Regions from separate parts of the Ovis aries genome. Here region 1 is linked to region 2. A link is a contact called in public Hi-C data. All regions are on one chromosome and are shown on one strand. The core of a region is the stretch at or near the end of the contact, and the rest is flanking DNA. Distances in the headings are between cores, read along the strand shown. Region 1 holds the start of PHYHIPL (phytanoyl-CoA 2-hydroxylase interacting protein like). Region 2 overlaps LOC132658624 (a long non-coding RNA gene).

Region 1 (6,022 bases), core at 998-3,497, 270 kb after region 2:
GTTTGCAACATCTTATATACTGTGTACTTATGTATCCTTGGACATATAAGATGATTCTTAAATATATGAGTCATGTGTGTATATGTGTGTGTGCCCGCTCAGTCGTGCCCAGCTCTTTGTGATCCCATGGACTGCAGGCTGCCAGGCTTCTCTGTCCATGGGATTTTCCAGGAAAGAATAATGGAGTGGGTTGCCATTTCCTACTCCAGAGGATCTTCCCGACCCAGAGACAGAACCGCCTCTCTTGCTTCTCCTGCCTTGGCAGGTGGATTGTTTACCACTAGCACCACCTGAGAATACTTTTAATTATATGTATGAATTATATTTGGAGAAGGCAATGGCACCCCCACTCCAGTACTCTTGCCTGGAAAATCCCATGGACAGAGGAGCCTGGTGGGCTGCAGTCCATGGGGTCGTGAAGAGTCGGACACGACTGAGCGACTTCACTTTCACTTTTCATTTTCCTGCATTGGAGAAGGAAATGGCAACCCACTCCAGTGTTCTTGCCTGGAGAATCCCAGGGACAGGGGAGCGTGGTGGGCTGCCATCTATGGGGTCGCACAGAGTCGGACAGGACTGAAGTGACTTAGCAGCAGCATGAATTATATTTCTCATCTGTAAACCAATAAATTCGTAATCTAGCTTACCCAGTTCCTTTTAAGATTTGTGAACTTAATGCAGCTATGAAATTTAACACTACCCTGTGGTTGGGCTGACAATATCAATTTCTAGTCCTCCAGAGCCAGACCTTGGAACACAGGAAATTCACCAATAAACACCATCTTGTCATATTTCTTGACAAGTAATCATTTATTCTCTCGAGGACCCCCCTACCTTGACACAAAAGCTCTCAAACTACATGAAAGAGACCCATCTTCATTAATATCTAGGTTCATAATGAGGACATTTCACTTTATGATACCCAATTATCTTCCACAAATTTCTAACAACTTGCAGTTGTGCCAAATTTTTTCACCGGCTTATTTTACCTTAAGCTGGTTCATCTGTTTTATGAGGCTTCAATTAACTAGATTTAGTCATGTCATGGCTAAATGGATGTGACTAGAACCGAGAGCATACAGGAATCTTTGTGTGAACTGTTACTCTACTGGTTAACATTTAGGTTTGAAATTGGAAAAAACACGAAGAGACTTTAAATTCTTTTCAGAATCTATACTCTAAAGGGGAGTGGGCACTATTTTTGATACCGAGATAGCAGCAAACCCGAAAACTATTCCAAAGAAGCAAATGGCAACAGAGATCAATCAGCAGTGACCTACACCTATTTTCTTTTTAAAAAATTATTTGCACCTTCACTGAGTTATTGCTAAATCTTAAGTGACGTTTAAAACAATAAGCAGACAAGTTTAGGGTGACTTAAGAAAGGCCATTTTCCACAAGGAAAAGGTTTCTTCCATATCCTTGAGGGCAGGTACTGTCTTTTCACCCTTCACTGGCGCCCAGAACAAAGCCTGGCACAGAGTTAGCACTTATTAGTTATTCGGTGGGTGAATAAACAGATGAACGAACGACGCTATTCTGCAAAGCCTGAGCAATCAGGGGCTGGTGTCCCTGAACCACGCTTGCTGCCGTTCCAGCAGGCTGGCAAGCATCTCTTCATTCCCTTACTTTTCTGGTAGGTCTTAATTCCCTTGTTTGTCCCTCCTTTAGGATGACCAAAATCCTGTCCCTAAACCGCGCCATTCCTCAGTTGATATGCTCATTTCTCGGACAGACGTAGCTGTTTCTGAGGAATGGCAGGCGGAACACGTAGGTTTTGGGAGGCGAGTAGCCGGGGGCCTTGACGCGGCGAAGGTAGTTCCAACGCCCGATATAAAAGGGTTTGGACCCTCATTTCTTCAATCGTTGATAAACAAAACTGCTCACTCTCACCTCCTCGTGCAGACGCCGCAGTGCTAACCTGGTTCCGACTGACACCGTGAGGAGGGAAAAGAACGCCGAACCGCCCTCACTAGGAGAGAAGGGAGAAAGCAAGCGCCTCCCCGACCCCCCTTGACGCCTGCCGTTCCCGTGCGCTCCACCGTCCGGCGACTCACGCGCGGGGCTGCGGGCGCCGAGACGCGAGGGCAGCCGGGGGCGCGTGCGCGCGGGAGGACCGGGCGTGGGGTGGGGGCGGGGAAGGGACAGAGGAGAGCGCGGCGCGCCAGCAGGTGGGAGCGTCCTCTCGCGCGCGTGCGCGCCCCGTGCCTTCTCCCTCACGTTCCCCGCGCGCCGCGTCTCCTCCCCGCCGGGCGCGCGCCGCCTCCTGCCCTCGCGCCGGGTCTGTCTCGGTCTCTCAGAGCCGCACGCTCCGCGGAGCTCCAGCCACTGCCGTCGCCTCGGCAGCGGCTCTCCAGCCCGGCGGTTCAGCATCGGCCCCTCAGCGCCGCGTCCCAGGCCACCTCCCTCTCCTCCGCCACTCCCCTTTCCTTTCCCGCCCTTCTCTCCCACACGGTCCTCGGAGAGAGCCTGGATACGAAGCGGGCGGACGTGAGAAGGGGGTTGGAAAAATGGAGGTGCCGCGCCTGGATCATGCCCTCAACAGCCCCACCAGCCCCTGTGAGGAGGTGATCAAAAACCTCAGCCTGGAGGCCATTCAGCTGTGCGACCGAGATGGTAAGAGCGGCCGGGACGGTGAGGGTTGGCGGGGGTGGGGGTAAAGCCCGCTGCCAGACCCCGCGGCCACTGGAGCTCCCGCCGACCCTGCTGGCCCGGGCGGTAGGGTCTTTTGTTGTCCCGCTTGTTCAGTTGAGCGCTGATGGGGGCTCCCCTTCGCCCACCCACTCTCCCCTCAGACCCCAGAAACAAAAGGACCCCGGGGCTCGCGGGTTGGCTGGGGAAGTCGCCGTGGTCCCCGGCCGCGGAGCCCCTCACCGTCGTCGCCCGCCTGGCTCCCGCCGAGGGGTTGCCCCGCGAGGGCGGCGTTCCCGCCGGCGTCTCCTGCTCCGGACCCGGTGTTTCCGATCTTCGCCGCAGTCCCACTTTCCTGGGTCTCCCGGAGAAAGCCCTCGGGATGTTTCCAGCGTTGCCCCCTGCCCCCAGCACACACTCATTAGCGGTCTCTGCCCGGAAACTTACTAGTTCCTTTTTGAGCCTCCCATCTTCAGACTTCCTACATTTTGAAGTCTTTTTATCCTTTCAAAATGGAATTTGAAGTGACAGTTATTTTTCAGTAGAGGGACAGAAGAGTGCGTTTCAGCACCAAGGACAGCCACAAGCTTCGTGGTTTGAAACTGTGATTCAGACAGAAACTGTCACAAATGTGTAATGGAAGTGGCCTCATATATCTGCCGTGATTCAGAGTATGTGGCGAGTACTTACCGTTGTGTCTTGATATCATATCGCTTATTCTATTGTTAAAGTTGACAGTCTCCTTAAAAAGGAAATTGATTAAACAGATCTGAGCGTTAAAGGTAAACTAGTACAATGTGCAGTATGGGTAGTTAGAGCGCTTCTGTATTATTAGTTGGAGTAGTTGGAGAGTCAGTGCTGTTTCAGTAATGTGAAATAAAACTTCATTTGTAAAGAAGTCATCTGATTAGCACTGATTGATGTAATAATTGTAAAAAAAATTATACAAGTGACAAAGGAAAAATAATTTATGTGTTGTCAAGATGACCCTGAACAGTTTTGATTGTAAATGAAATTAGTGTTTAACTCTGTATAGCGATTATTTAAAAATGGTTTTTAGTCACGGTTATGTAGATATACTAATGTACTTACAATAGGTCGTAAAATTGATCAGTATATAATCCAAGTAGAGAGCAGAGGTCTTGTTTCCAGTCATTTAAATGGTAATAACTTGGTTAGGCGTTGCTGCATAGTACAGTTTAGGTCAACTGAACACCGAATTTCCGTTTATTAATAAATTTAGGACAACCACTCTTGGATTAATTGCTCTTTGAAGCCGAAGGCACTTTAAATAATTTTGAAAAAGGTGTAGTATAGATAATAAATATTCTTGCAAAAGCTGCTTTTATTTTCTTCATCCCTAGACTGTTTTGGTCACCATAGTAATAAGTGCACATACTTTTGACATTAACAATTCATTGTTTTTGTATTCCATATAGGAAGTTGCACTATTGGACTGTACAGATTATTTTTAACATACCTCATAGAAAGTCCTATGGGTTTGTTTATACTTTTGTGAAATGACTTTATAATGTTACCATTGTAAATATTTTTATTTTCCTATGCTGGTTTGCCAGAAAGCAATAATAAAGGTAGATTTTATTTTCATCTGCTTCAACAATTTATCAAAAGCTCGTCACTATAGTTATTGGAAATAGGCAATTCATGGTTGCTCCTCAAAAGCCAGTAGTTAGTACTTAAAATTGCACTTACCAGATGTTTCTAAGATGCTAAGAAAAATAAAGTTTTTTTTAATGACCTTTACAGAGTTAATAATGTACAAAAATTAATATCCTGCATTTATCGTCTCTTCTCCTGGAGTAGAGTTATTTCATTTTGGTAATGTTTTTTAGTTTCTATGATCACATTACTAATCCCGCAAAATGAATGAATTATGTAACATTTAATTGGGGATGTACTGGCACTAGGCAGTTTGAAAATTACTACTTATTTACAGACTTCTAATAGATTCGACACGTTAATTAAATAGTTTCATTTTATAAAATAGCTTATGTCTTCAACTACAAAAGGCTAACTCTTTATTAAAAGATGTGTAAAATGTGAAAATAGCTCATGTAAAGATTTTGTTAAATGCCTAACTTTACATTTTGTGAAACTCTGTATGTCAATTCCAAAAATGTTAAGTTGGCATCATAGGAATACTTTAGAGGAGATGATATAGTTACTTTTACAGAACAATTTAAAAATGTTACATTAAGTTTTTCAACCAGATCTAGTCATACTTTTATATTGAGAAATTTTCAGCTAGACGAATTTGCTTCCTTCACTTCCTTCTTTTCACTCCCTCTCCAGTCTCATTGTTTTACTTCTGGAAATATATAACACAAAAATGTGTGGCAGGTCTGTTTTGCATTTAAGTACATAATGAGTTATATTTTCATAATTGTATGATTGTAGAAATAAATGTGTCTTGTTTGCTCTTTACTTTTCCTACTTTAATATGAATCTGATGATGAGAAAAATTAGTGCAACATTAATTCCTTAGAAGTGGAATGAAGTAGAATAAGAGAAGATACCATATGATTGTTTAATAAACATCTCCTTTTACCCTCTCCACTTACAGATGTTTTTAATTTTATAATGTTTTGCATATTACATCAACTGAGAGCTATAGCTGCTGGCAAACATAACTGTATGTCTTATTGTCTTTGTCTTATCCTCTTTTATGTTTTTTTTCCTTGTCATTTGCCTTTTTTCTTATCTGTTTACATTATTAGTAACAATTTACAATGCTTCTTTTTCTCATCATCCCTCAAAAGGCTTAATAGTTTCTGAAGAAGTTGTAATAGAATCCAAGTGGTCATATAATTAGATATTTTAATTAAGCAAGAGGGTTTTCATACACACATTATCTCATGTATAGTTTTATCCTAGGCATGTGTGCTCTGGTCGCTAATACAAGGCCCTGCCTAGATTTCACTTGTAGTTCAAAATGAGGATTCTGGACAGACTTCTATTAGAAAACCTCTGAAGATGTGCTGTTTTCTTACAACAGATTTGTCTGTTGTAAGAAAAAGACTGTTCCTGTTCTTCTTCTCTTGTATGTTGAAGTGGCTTTAAGTGACGTATATGATACACTTTAGTGGTGAGTTTTCAAAAAAATCAAAATAATTTCTTATCTGGAAGCATTAGTAATATGGAAACTTATTTTCAGTTTGTTTCTTCTTATAGATACTTCAGACCCTCTCTGACCTGTGACATTTCAAAACAGCTCTGACCCCACACATAGAATTCTACACTGCTTCTCTTCACTCTTTTTTTTTTTTTCCATCATACATATGGAAGCTTTCTTTCCTTGCTGTGGAGGAAAGATTCATCTTTATGTTGCTTTACATGCATCCAAGCTCCCTCCACATATTTTGAAAGATAA
Region 2 (6,035 bases), core at 1,853-4,352:
GATAGCTTATTCATGATTGCAGAATTCATTTAAATAAATATTTATTGAGTATCTACCAGCACCAGGAATTGTTCCAGGCACTGGGATACAGACCTACACAAAGATGTGACTATATGAGGAAAAAAAATCCTTGATGTTAAAAATCTTTAAATCCTAAAATCTACATTCTACTGAGAATGTTCTCACATTTTGCTTATGTAATTTTTCAAGTTGTTCAAAAGACCAAGGCTTCATCTGTTTCTGTAGAGATTTTGTTTTCTGCTTTGTAAAATGCGGCCTGTTTGGTTCTTTCCTAATTAAGATGACTGCTTATTGCCCGAGAGCCTCTTTCTCTCTGTCTCTCTGTCTCTCTCTCTTGGCTTCTGAGTGCTTCTGAGTTCACTTTGGTAGTTATATTTTCTTCACTGGATCAGCCATCCTTTTTGCACTATGATAATGAAAGAAGTCTTTTGTACATTCTGGATATGAAAAAAGTCATTTCCATTTCAGAACTCAGCTGAAACTAACTTCTGTTCTGCAGCTTCGTGATACTTTCTGTGGAACTCTATTAAATCTCTCCCAGAGGCTGTCACTTGGGGCATTACTGTTTAATCACATCATTCTAACAGTGTGTGGGCTGCATGAGGGCCTAGACAATACTAAGCACAGTAAAAGCACAGGTGATGACTACTGAATGTAACTGAAAAACCCTTGGGTTGATGAGACTGAACCAACCGACTGGATACATGGCTTGCTATTTTAGTATTACAAAGGTCTTCTATTAAAATCCTACTCAAGGCTACAGTCAGTTGAGGCTTCTGTCCTATATGGAAACTGCTAACTCTAAATAACAAAGGCTACTGATCCCTCTTGTGTTTTCTTAGAAAAATTTCTATCAAAACCTTCTTCTACCTCTCCTTTATGCCAATGTTTCTCAACTGGGGTGGTGGTGGTGGTGCAATTTTACCTTTAGGAGACATGTGGCAATGCCTGGAGATATTTTCAGCAACATGACCAGGGGATGCCATCGACATCTAATGGGTAGGCGCCACTTGCCGGGGTCCAGCCCCAGTGGATCCAGGGAATTTGAAGCAGGGATGGTGTCGGCAAGGAAAACTTATTTATTAATATCAGATTAGATTAGGAAGAAATAGTGTAGTAGGAAAATTAAGTGGAGAAAGAAGGCTGAATAACTTGGCTTACAGGGAAGGCCAATAAAGTTCCAGACAAGGAGCTTGCACCATCTACGTTGGGCCACCAGCGCCCACTTGAATATCTAAGGGTGCCCCTCCTCAGGCTCCCTTTCGCGCTGGTCTTAAAAGCAAGAGCAAGTAAGTAGACTTAGTGAGCCGCCCTGCTCCAGATGGGAATTCAGCCTGAAATTAGAGTAAAGAGGAGACACGGGGGAAACCAGTCCAGTGATTGGCTCTGTCCTCTATTGTTCAGAAGGCCTTTTATACTTCTGATAAAACATGGAGATCAATGGGTAACACAAAGTTAGCAGTCCAGACTCTTATCAAAACCAGGCTTTTCTCTCTGCATACCTAATTGTATACACAAGTCTTAGGTGATTTACATCATCTTCTGGCCAAAAAGGGCCAATTAACATTTTACAGCCTTTTTTCTGATAAGGGTTTGTCAACCCAAAGACTTATTTGTGTTGATCTTCCCAAAGTCTGGTGCCACTCTCAGAAAGCACTAAATAAAGTTACATTCTTACATAGCAAGGACACAAGAGGAGTGCGGTGATATATAGCAAAGAAAAGTAATTAACTCAAAAGTCTAGTGTTGCTAACATCAAAACTACTATATATCTTTTTCCATATCCCGTTTACATTGATTAACATCCTCCCAGGTGCCTAAAAGATAAAGAATATGGAGGCCTGGCAGCAGTCATTGAGTCAACAGTGAAAACCCTCTACCAATATAATTTTTAACTCTTTAGAAAAGGCTCTGTATCTTTAAGATGCTTTTAAGCTTTGTGCCTCTCGCAGTTGGGGGGCTGTAAGCAATTCACAAGCTGTAAGAGGTCCAGGGAACCTGTTAGGCAAGCTAGAGAGCTATCAGAGGGGGTTTAACTGAAACATCCCTTTCAAATGCAGAAGACTAAAGCACTGAGTTGACTTTTTTCAGAGAATATTAGAAGAGTGGAAAAGCAGGCAGATTTTTATTTTTTGGGGGTGGATGCTCAGGAAATTCTAGGGGGGACAACCTGAGGTCTGATTAACCTTGCCATCAGAGCTCTGCCGCATGACCTTGTCACGGGTGGAATTCCTCACGCTGGCTCCCAGCAGACCAGGATGGCACTGAACATACTATGATGCACAGGACAGTCTCCTACATCAAAAAATCATATAGTTCAAAATGTCAGTAGTGCTGAGGCTGAGTATTCCTGTTTCATATGCATGGTCTAGGTCACACTACAATATATAAAAGTGCTAATACCCAGAGTGTAATGGACAGTTGGTTAAGTGATACCTGAACATGATCTCTGAGTTACTTAAACAACTGTATCACTAACAATGGTAGCAGAATCAAATTTTAGGAGCAAATGAACTATCTGAATTCCTGGGGGAATTGAGTTCTACAAAGAATGATCTTTAAAGAGTTTGAATTTTTGCTTCTCTCTACAGCCTTTTTAAAGGAATTCTACCCTGCCACCTGCATTCTTTCTTCACTGTTTACCTCTTGGATACCTGTGAAGAGGACTGGCATGGGGACCCCAGCAAAAGATGCTTTTATCGTCCCTTTCCCTTTGTTTCCTTAACCTGGCTTGACCTAATAGTCCTCACCTTGTGGATTACAAAGTACCGACTCCTTTCTTGAAGAGCTGCCATCCTCACTCTGTTGAGGGAACTTGCTTCGGCTGCTGGGGCCATCAGCTGCCTCCAAAGCCAGTGAGCAAGTGAGGTCACGCTAGCTGTGATGGCAGAGATTACAGCAGCTTTTTGCATTTGGCCTGGAATCCCTGGGGCATTCAATCTCCTCTCCTGTGGTGTCTTTGTGGGCCTTTCCCGAACAAATGCTTGCTTGTTCTTCCTCAAAGCTCACAGGGTGTCAGAAGCTAAGACTGAACCCTCGTTTGCATTCCTGGCATCCACTGGCATGACCTCAGGAATCCTGCAGCTGCAGGATGAATGGTGCCATTGGATGGTTTAGCTGAGGGCTTAAGTGGAGTTGGATGGCACAGAATCCTCCCATTTAACAGCACTGTCAAATCTTCAACCAGACTCAAACTAATGCTCTTTGGAAAAATCACTTGCTTGTCTGAGTTCCCCACCTTGCAGCTCTGCAAGAGAGAGCAGTGGGGATCCGGCTTATGCCCCACAGCACCAGTATGGGGCTTGGTACACAGTGCTCAGTAGATGTTGGTTAAACAAAATGATTTAAGCCAAAGTGCCTAAGTAGTATTATACATTGGCTGGGACTCTAGGGGAGGGAAAAGAAATCTTTTTCTTCTACCCATTTTAGCTTTTCTGGCTGGAGCCCTGTTGATAAGACTGACAAAAGACAGATTAACAAGAGGAAAACAAACACATGCCTCACACATACTCATGGAATACTCAGAAAGGAGTAACTCGTGGCAGATTTTGAGAAGCAAACATATGGGGAACTTAATGGGAGATAAGTGCTGGTTCTAGTAAGGTCTGTTATATGGATTCCTATGGTGCTATCTCTGGGCTGATAATAGTCTTGAGCTGTCTGTGTTGATTAACTTCTGTCTTTCCTGGACGTAAGGGAAGGGGACGGCACTCGTACAAATTTATATCCTGTTTTTAGGCAAATGGGGGAGGGCAGAGAGCTTTTCTTGTATCTGCTTCTTTTTTGTCCAATTTTTTTTTTTTTATGTGAACCACTTTTAAAGTCCTTATTGAACCTGTTACAATATTGCTTCTGTTTTTCTATGTTTTGACTGCAAGGCATGTGAGATCTTAGCTCCCCAACCAGGGACTGAACCCTCACTCCCTGGGTTGGAAGGCGAGGTCTTAACCACTGGACTGCCAGGGAAGTCCCTGTATCTGCTTCTTCTTAATTGCTTCCTTTCAAAATAGTTCTCATGCCAAACTAGTGTATTTTGGGGTAATATATTCTGCTCCCCTTTAGTCCAATTTTTCTTGTCCTCCATTCCCATCCTTTTGCCCCCTTTTAATTTAAAGAGGAGAATTTTTTGAAAGGGATAATTTTCAGTAAGAGCAATAATACAAGTTTCTCTATATAGTCAAAGAAATCCCAATCCAACACCAGGCATATTGTTCCAATAAAGCCAACAGACTGACCACTTTAAAAATGCAAATCTGAGTGTGTCCAGCCCTCAAACCCAAAGTCCTTGAACAGGTTCTGTTTTTTGTTTTTGTTTTTTTTAACCACTGGCCTCTGTAAACCTCTAGCCTCAAAACTCATCACTTCTCCTCTATTTCTAACACTCTACTCTGAGCTCACCAAACCCCTTTCCATTCACCCTAACTCAGTTTCACCCCAGTTCCAAAGAAGGGTTAAAGGTGCTAAAGAATGATCAAAGTACTAGACAACTGTGCTCACTTCCCATGCTAGTAAGGTTATGCTCAAAATCCTTCAAGCTAGGCTTCAGCAGTACTTGAATCAAGAACTTCCAGATGTACAAGCTAGATTTTGAAAAGACAGAGGAACCAGAGATCAAATTGCCAACATTCTTTGGATCATAGAAAAAGCAAGGGAATTCCAGGAAAACATCTACTTCTGCTTCACTGACTGCACTAAAGCCTTTGACTGTGTGGATTATAACAAACTATGGAAAATTCTTAAGGTGATGGGAATACAAGACCACCTTACCTCTCTCCTGAGAAACCTACATGTGGGTCAAGAAGCAATAGAACCTTACATGGAACAACTGACTGGTTCAAAACTGGGAAAGGAGTTGGATATTGTTACTCTGTTTATTTAACTTTTGTGCAGAGTACATCATGCAAAATGCCAGGCTGGATGAGTTACAAACTGGAATCAAGATTGCCAGGAGAAATACCAACAGCCTTGGATGTGCAGATGATACTACTCTAATGGTAGAAAGCAAAGAGGAACTAAAGAGCCTCTTGATGAGCGAGAAAGGGGAGAGGGAAAAAGCTGGATTAAAACTCAACATTAAAAATACTAAGATCATGGCATCCGGTCCCATCACTTCATGGCAAATAGAAGGGGAGAAAGTGTAAGCAGTGACAAATTTTACTTTCTTGGGCTCCAAAATCACTGCAGATGGTGACTGCAGCCATGGAATTAGGAGACACTTGCTTCTTGGAAGGAAAGCTATGACAAACCTAGACAGCATGAAAAAGCAGAGATACAGCTTTGCCAACAAAGGTCCATCTAGTCAAAGTTATGGTTTTTCTAATAGTCACGTACGGACGTGAGAGTTGGACCATAAAGAAGGCTGAGCACTGAAGAACTGATGCTTTCGAATTGTGGTGCTGGAGAAGACTCTCGAGAGTCCCTTGGACAGCATGGAGATCAAACCAGTCAGCCCTAAAGGAAATCAACGCTGAATATTCATTGAAAGGACTGATCCTGAAGCTGAAGCTCCAATACTTTGGCCACCTGGTGTGAAGAGCCAACTCACTGGAAGAGACCCTGATACTGGGAAAGACTGAAGGCAAAAGGAAGAAGGGGTGGCAGAGGATGAGATGGTTGGATGGCATCACCAGTTCAATGGACATGAACTTGGACAAACTCCAGGAGATAGTGAGAGACAGGGAGGCTTGGTGTGCCGTAGTCCATGGGATCATACAGAGTCAGACACGACTTAGCAATTGAACCACAGGAAACCTCTAGCCTCAAAACTCATTGTTGTTGCTGCTCAGTCACTAAGTCATGTCCGACTCTTTGTGACTCTATGGACTGCAACGTGCCAGGCCTCTCCATCCCTCACCATCTCCCAGATGGCTCAAAACTCATCACTTCTCCTCTGCTTCTAACACTGCACTCTGAGCTCACCAAACCCCTTTTCATTCACTCAACCCACTTTGCTCTTTCTGCCACTGACCTTTGCATATTTTGCTTTCTGTAACACGCTTCCTGTCCTTCTTTGT

Evidence for each region. Hi-C and Micro-C count contacts between places; a contact is called where the count stands out from the background.
Region 1: a contact with region 2 is called in a Hi-C map of hypothalamus, with 5 times the contacts expected there. The contact joins the promoter of PHYHIPL here to the enhancer-like site in region 2. A contact is called at or near these places in 2 of 16 Hi-C or Micro-C datasets (hypothalamus and skin fibroblasts).

The regions. Positions count from the first base shown.
Region 1 is chr25:14,113,093-14,119,114 of ARS-UI_Ramb_v3.0, forward strand. PHYHIPL (phytanoyl-CoA 2-hydroxylase interacting protein like) reads left to right here and starts at 2,248. Exons shown (of 5, transcript XM_004021385.6): 1 at 2,248-2,616. The coding sequence starts at 2,511. LOC132658624 (a long non-coding RNA gene) reads right to left here and starts at 2,083. Exons shown (of 3, transcript XR_009598489.1): 1 at 1,894-2,083.
Region 2 is chr25:13,844,764-13,850,798 of ARS-UI_Ramb_v3.0, forward strand. All of the region lies in intron 2 of LOC132658624 (a long non-coding RNA gene), which reads right to left. Among named protein-coding and RNA genes, the nearest start is that of PHYHIPL, 270 kb to the right of the region's middle. Within about 2 kb of position 3,103, at least 10 of the 54 cell types and tissues checked have an H3K27ac peak or open chromatin away from gene starts, as enhancers often do. A contact at or near this core is called in hypothalamus, where this site is marked.